Linked DNA regions of Takifugu rubripes: region 1 is linked to region 2. Evidence: chromatin contacts called from public Hi-C data. All regions are on one chromosome and are shown on one strand. The core of a region is the stretch at or near the end of the contact, and the rest is flanking DNA. Distances in the headings are between cores, read along the strand shown. Region 1 holds the start of lrrc30a (leucine rich repeat containing 30a). Region 2 holds the start of twsg1a (twisted gastrulation BMP signaling modulator 1a).

Evidence for each region. A called contact is a pair of places that touch in the nucleus more often than the background predicts.
Region 1: a Hi-C map of muscle shows a contact between it and region 2, with 9 times the contacts expected there. The contact joins the promoter of lrrc30a here to the promoter of twsg1a in region 2. A contact is called at or near these places in 2 of 2 Hi-C or Micro-C datasets (muscle and an unstated tissue).

Annotation. Positions count from the first base shown.
Region 1 is chr22:3,536,254-3,539,264 of fTakRub1.2, reverse strand. It overlaps lrrc30a (leucine rich repeat containing 30a), which reads left to right and starts at 1,448. Exons shown (of 1, transcript XM_003975341.2): 1 at 1,448-3,011. The coding sequence starts at 1,715. The coding sequence ends at 2,602.
Region 2 is chr22:3,290,368-3,293,478 of fTakRub1.2, reverse strand. twsg1a (twisted gastrulation BMP signaling modulator 1a) reads right to left here and starts at 1,369. Exons shown (of 5, transcript XM_003975346.3): 1 at 775-1,369; 2 at 1-94. The coding sequence starts at 61. ankrd12 (ankyrin repeat domain 12) reads right to left here. Exons shown (of 12, transcript XM_011616157.2): 12 at 2,098-3,111.

The sequences.
Region 1 (3,011 bases), core at 199-2,698, 250 kb before region 2:
CTCTAAGTCCTGGTCAGACTGTGTAAGTCTGCTCCTGAAAATGGATCAGGTCCAAGGTCCCATTTACTCCCCGATGTTTATGTAACATGTTCACGCCGTGTGAATATAGACCTCTCCTGTTACATGAATCTGCTAATCACCTGACTCGCACCCTAGAAGATGACATATGGATGGAAATTGTGTTTATTTTGAGCGCAAAAGTCACTTTTGGCTAGCTCACGATCCTACGCAGCGAGCACTTGAGTAAATTTGTAATCTAAATGACTTTTCTAAACATGTAGCCAAGCTTAGCGCTCACTATATTTAATATTAAAATGTTTAGATTGCTCATCACATGTGTACATGGTGTTACGATCAGGTTATTATAGTTTTATGAGTTTGCAAAAGACAAAATAGCAACTTTACATAGTTATAGTAATAAACTGACTGAGAATTTGTTTTGATTAACAGGTTTTATTTACTCAACAACATTTTAAATCTATCAGTCATCTGTGACTTGTGATCTTCGGTAGTTTTTGGTTTCATTTGCTGTTATTTATTGCAAACAGCAGCATTATCAAAATGTAAAACACCTGTTTTGTAAAAAAAAAAAGAAAAAGAATGTGAGCGTAAATTGTAAATTGGTGTGGCCTTAATTTAAAGCATCTCAAAGAGAATTAACATTCTGTGACGGAGAATATCTCCACCACCCCATGAACTGCTTCAAGTGCAAATGATTCATGCAAATGAGGGAAAGTGGAGAAAGTTATAATTTCTTTTGCTTTTTAAAGTGGAGTTTTGAAAGGGAATGGGACAAATGGTTTCCAGTCAAGGTACCTAAAGAAGTCTGTTAAAAAACAACAAAAAAAATACATTTTACCTTGGGGTAAAAAGTTGCTGGGGGGAAAGACAAGTTCAGAAGTGAATGTGCACCAGCTGGGCTGTTACCGAAGGCGAGCTTTCCCTCTGGAGCCTGATAAATGGGATTTTGAATGAGTATAGTTTTCTAGGAATACACTGGAATGTTCTGTGTCCTTTTGCACTTGAGAGTAAACCAGCACAGGCTCGTGCATAAGTTTCCACTAATACCTCTAAGAACTGTTACTTTTTTAAGATATGATCCGGTGCCTCTACCGCTGCTAGCTTGATGCTACGTTTAAGTTCAAAGAGAAGATCGAGCACAAAGGCACAGTCAGGCTGACAAAAGAGAGCGCATAGAAGCAAATGTCAAATGTCTGGGTGATTCCTAACTTTGAAAATTTGAAGGCTAGTTGAAGGTTGAAAAGTGGGTGGCAGTAACTGCGGCGATGTTCCACGTGGCAGAAACTACAGCTGGCTGAGCTTACACTGCATCCTATCCCAAGTCTGTCTCTTTGGGAGTGGGTGGAACATGAGCAGAGTGCTATCTGTGGACTCGCAAAGTGACAGGACCAGCTGGGCCATGAAATCCAGTAAGACGGGTGGTTTGTCTGACAGCCACAGACCACGAGCCCCCCAAAGTGCTCAGTTACAACAGCCTGCAACTCAACACTGTGACGGAAACTCGGGACGGCGAGTGTGTGGCTGCTGCCAAACGTTGGGAGTTCGAAAACAAATGCGCGGAGCGGATCATGTGCCGTGCGGCCCGCTTCAGAACCCAATCAGCTGCCATTCTCTTTTAAAAACCCTTTAAAGGTTGCTAGGACGCCAACCCACATGCTGACACCCCGTTACTGGCGGTAGACTCGACAGGACGATGGGGGGGAAGCATTCCCGCGGCGTCCCCAAGGAGCTGAGCGATGTGAGTCAAAGGAGAAACGGTTCCAGAGACGGGCAGTTCAGCGTGCCCTCGGCCACAGAGAGGTTCCGCAGACACACCATGATCCACTTTGGCTACAGCACCCTCAGTCTGGCCATGCAGGGTCTGAGCAGGACCCCTGCGGAGCTGTGGGAACTCAGAGAGCTGCAAAAACTCAACTTGTCCATGAACTGCCTGTGCTCCCTGCCCGCTGCCGTAGGCTCTTTGGACAACCTTGTGATCCTTAACCTGTGGGGCAACAACCTGTCCAGCCTGCCGCCTGAGATCGGCTTGCTGAAGAAGCTGCGCGTCCTCTTTGCCTGCCGAAACCGACTGAGTGAGGTCCCGGAGGAGCTGGGCTCCTGCACCTGCCTGGAGGTTCTGAGTTTGGCCAACAACCAGATCGCGAGCCTCCCCGGCAGCTTGGCCACCATGCACAACCTGACCAAACTTAATCTCAGCTACAACCACATCGTTCACATCCCCACCTGCGTGTATAGCATGAAGGGCTTGGTCTTTCTCCACCTGGCTTGCAACCGTCTGGAGACCATTGCAGACCAGATCCAGGATTTGGTCAACCTGAAGATTCTCATTGTGGAGGGAAACAGTATCCACACTCTTCCCAAGACGCTGTGCTCTATGAACTCTCTCGAACTCCTCAACGTCGACTTCAACGAGCTGCAAAATGTCCCAGTGGAAATGTATCTTCTGAGCAGACTTGGGAGACTCGCCTGCCACCCACTGGATAAAGGACTTCATATTGTTCACAACCCTCTCCTCAAACCCATCCAGGAGGTTCTACAAGGTGGACTCAGCGCCCTCTATAACTACCTCAAACCCACATGAGGCTCTGTGTTGGTGTATCAGAAGAGTATGGAGACACTTCCTGCACATAGTGGTCAGTGTTTACTGCAGCATGCTGCTGAAACTAGAGACAAATGAACCTTTTCCGTTGCAATGATGAAATAAGACTGTAAATGTATTCAGTGCATCTCATCTGAGGACTTCACATGTGGCCCATAAATTCACAGGCGTCACATTTGTGGGCCGGTTAAAGGTCAGTTGATTTTTGGCCTGTGACGGCATGAAGGTCAGCCACAGGTCAGCTCACTGTCTGCTGTAGAGGGACCGTGAGATCAATGTGGGACATGGAAAGAACCATCAAGGGAAGGTGAAAAAGCAAACAACTATGCTGACGGAAGTAAAAAACAAAAAAATAATAAATTCTGCTTTTTGCCAATATAGTGACACTATT
Region 2 (3,111 bases), core at 120-2,619:
CCGACAGGAGGAAGAGGAGAGTGGCGGCGGCGGCGGGGAGGGTCGTCTGACCGGGCCTCATCCTGACAGCTCACCAGCACCTTACTGGAAACTCCTAGAACATCAGCACGGCCACAGAGAGGAGGTCAGGGAGCAAACATGGCCGAGCTGCTGCAGTCATAGCAGTTCGTCATCACCAACTCAGAGTTTTCACAGATAAACCCCCAAAAAGCACATTTTCTTTAGTATCCTGCCATTTCTCCAAATACTCTACATTTATCTAATAACTTCAATTACTTTGCAGGTTCACCGTCGTGAGGACATTTTAAATAAATGTTTTGCAGTTTTTTTAAAAAGATCTTTAAAACAAGAATCCCCAACAATCATTATTTCCCGTGTTTGAGGACATTTAGATGTACCATTGAATTTGCTGCAACCTCAAAAACGTCAGCATGAGGGAAGACATTTCTCCAAGGCCTGTGTCACATTTCATTCAAAACAACAACGCTGCTCGGAACCCAGGAATAAGGCACATCTGGCAACATCAGCTTCCTTCACCTATTTTTTTTTACGTAACGCCTTTACAGCGGCGAGTCCCGCGTTTTGCTGCACATTGTTCCACTCCACATGAGAACGCGTGAGGAACACACACTCCCTCACTCCTGGACGTGTTTCTTCACCTCTTTTATGTTCATCGCCAGCACCAAAACTCGCTCTCGCTCGTCCGGAGCCACGACACAACCAAACGCAGTAAAAGTGCAGAATAGCGCAGACAGGACGGGCCCGGAAACTTACCGACACGCTGGACGCAAGACCTCGACCTTTTCCTTCAGAAAGAAGTGGAGCTACTTTTGTTTTTCCTTTGAACCTCTCCAGGATGGTGCTCCACAGACGCTCAAGTGTCCACTGTGTCCAGAGGGCGTCAGTCTCTCCGCAGCAAAAAGCGACAGGCAGTCGGGCGCCTTAAAGGCACACACTCCATTTTCTCCCCAACGTCTGCGCAGCCAAACGCCGGGCCTGGGGTCAGTCAGACACACACCGACACACACGCTCGCTGGCCGAGTGTGTTCCGTGTAGCGGACACGGGTCTTCCCCCCCGCCCTGAAGCCACAGACAAACGTCGAGTTACCTTGTGCGCTTCGCCGGAATATTGTGCGTAAAAGTCTTGCGCGTAAAAAGGAAAAACAAAAGCGCGAGAAAACGCAGTCGTCTACCAAACAATCCTTTCCTGTCCAAGCCACCCCCACTCGATTAAACGAGCCTTTGTTCCTCGCTCTTATCTGCGGCAGCGTGAGTGTGCTCATTAGGTAAGAAAAGGGGGATTCGGAAGCCGTGAAGTCGCGCGGACCCCCCTCCGAGAAGAGAAGGACCGCCGCTTGCTGCGTGTGTTGCAGCTCCACAGAGACGCTCTGATGAGCCATTTTAGCTCCACAGGTGTCCAGGTGCGTTGTTTTAGGTGTCACCCAAACCGCCATAAGCTCCACTTCCAGCGGGCAAAAGGGACGGAAGACAGGATCAAGTTTCAGGGACTTTTTATCTCTGGGATTTGCCGCAGTATCCAAATAAAAATAGTTGTTTTTACAAGCCGGGGAAAGAATTTGGGAAGTTAATGTGATTTTCTTTAAATGGAGTCAGGCTGGTCTGTTTATACTCTGCAGAATCATCAGTGGGGGGGAAAAGTCCCATAATTTATTCAGATTTAAAACGTTACGTTTTGGTTTGGAATAAAATAGAACCTAATAGTCCAGCAGAAAGTCCAAAGATGTGATTTTATGTAAAGATAAGATAAAGAGAACAGTCCCTGAGCACTATTGAAGTAGATCGTTATTTAAAATCCTTTGCAAGCGATGTGTTTAATTCAGAAAGGTAATATTTAATATTTCTAAATCATTGTCTAGTCTTTTAAAACAAAAAACAAAACAAAAAACCAAAAAACGTTTAAGCAAGTGCAATAAATAAATCCCCCAAAATTTTGGCGTCCAAACTGGGTCAATCATACCACAGTGGCTGTACAGCGACACCTGCTGGCGACTCCTAAAACTACATCCAACTGAAGATTCGATTTTCAAATTGGACCTTTTCCTGAAATCGGATGTCAAACTCCTGCAATGGAAATACACCAAAAACAGCGTTTTATTTCACAACAAATAAAATTTATTCAATAGTATATTACAAATATGTACAAGAAATGTAACAAGTAAATATTAAAATAGACATTTTTTTTTAGAACTATCGTTCAAAAGGCATTGTTGAAAAAATAGGTTTTGCTGTGATCTCACACTGAATCTGTAAAAGTTTAGTTGTTTTCTTTTTCTTTCCCAACCTCAGGAAGCCACACCAGACATCAGTGTGTGTACGTGAGAGACCATGGACACATGAGGCAGCAGAACAGGAGAACACGATGGTGCGAAACAAAACGCACACACACACACGCGCACACACACACACACACACAAAAAAACCCAAAAACGCTGGAACACGTCAGAAAACCTCACCGTCAAGTCCACAATAAAGATCTGTAGGAAAACGTACAACGAAAGCGACGCATGCACAGCATTTAACTGCCAAAGTCAAATAACACCAGCTTGGACGCTAAACTTGAAATGAAGGAAGAAACCGGTAAATCCAAATGAGAAACAACCAAAGCCAACAGATGTTTCAGAAGCCAACAACAACATCACAGAGGACAACGATATAAAAACCAACTTTGGTCCATTAAAACATGACATAAGATTACAATCAAAATATCTATTTTTTTACAAGTTTAAAACAATAATTACATGTATATTTACAAATGCACAATCGTTTATGTATAAAATAAGTTAGAAAATTAAGAGCACAGTCTATACACAATTTATGACCACTCACTTTGAAAACATCTGAAATTTTTAATGTGCGTCACCCTACTTGTTGGGAAGCAGCGGCCATTTTGTCGTCGACCCCTGGCCACAGCTCCCTGACCCGCCGGCTGACCCAGCCTTTGGTCTGGGCTCGACCCGCCCGATCTGAGGCCTCTGCTGGAGGAAGTCTGTCCCCACGCTTCTCGTGCTGGCTGGACAGTAAGAGCTTATTCAAAGTAAACGTCTTTTTTAAGTGCTCTTCGTATTATCGCCACATTCCAAGTGCTTCTCG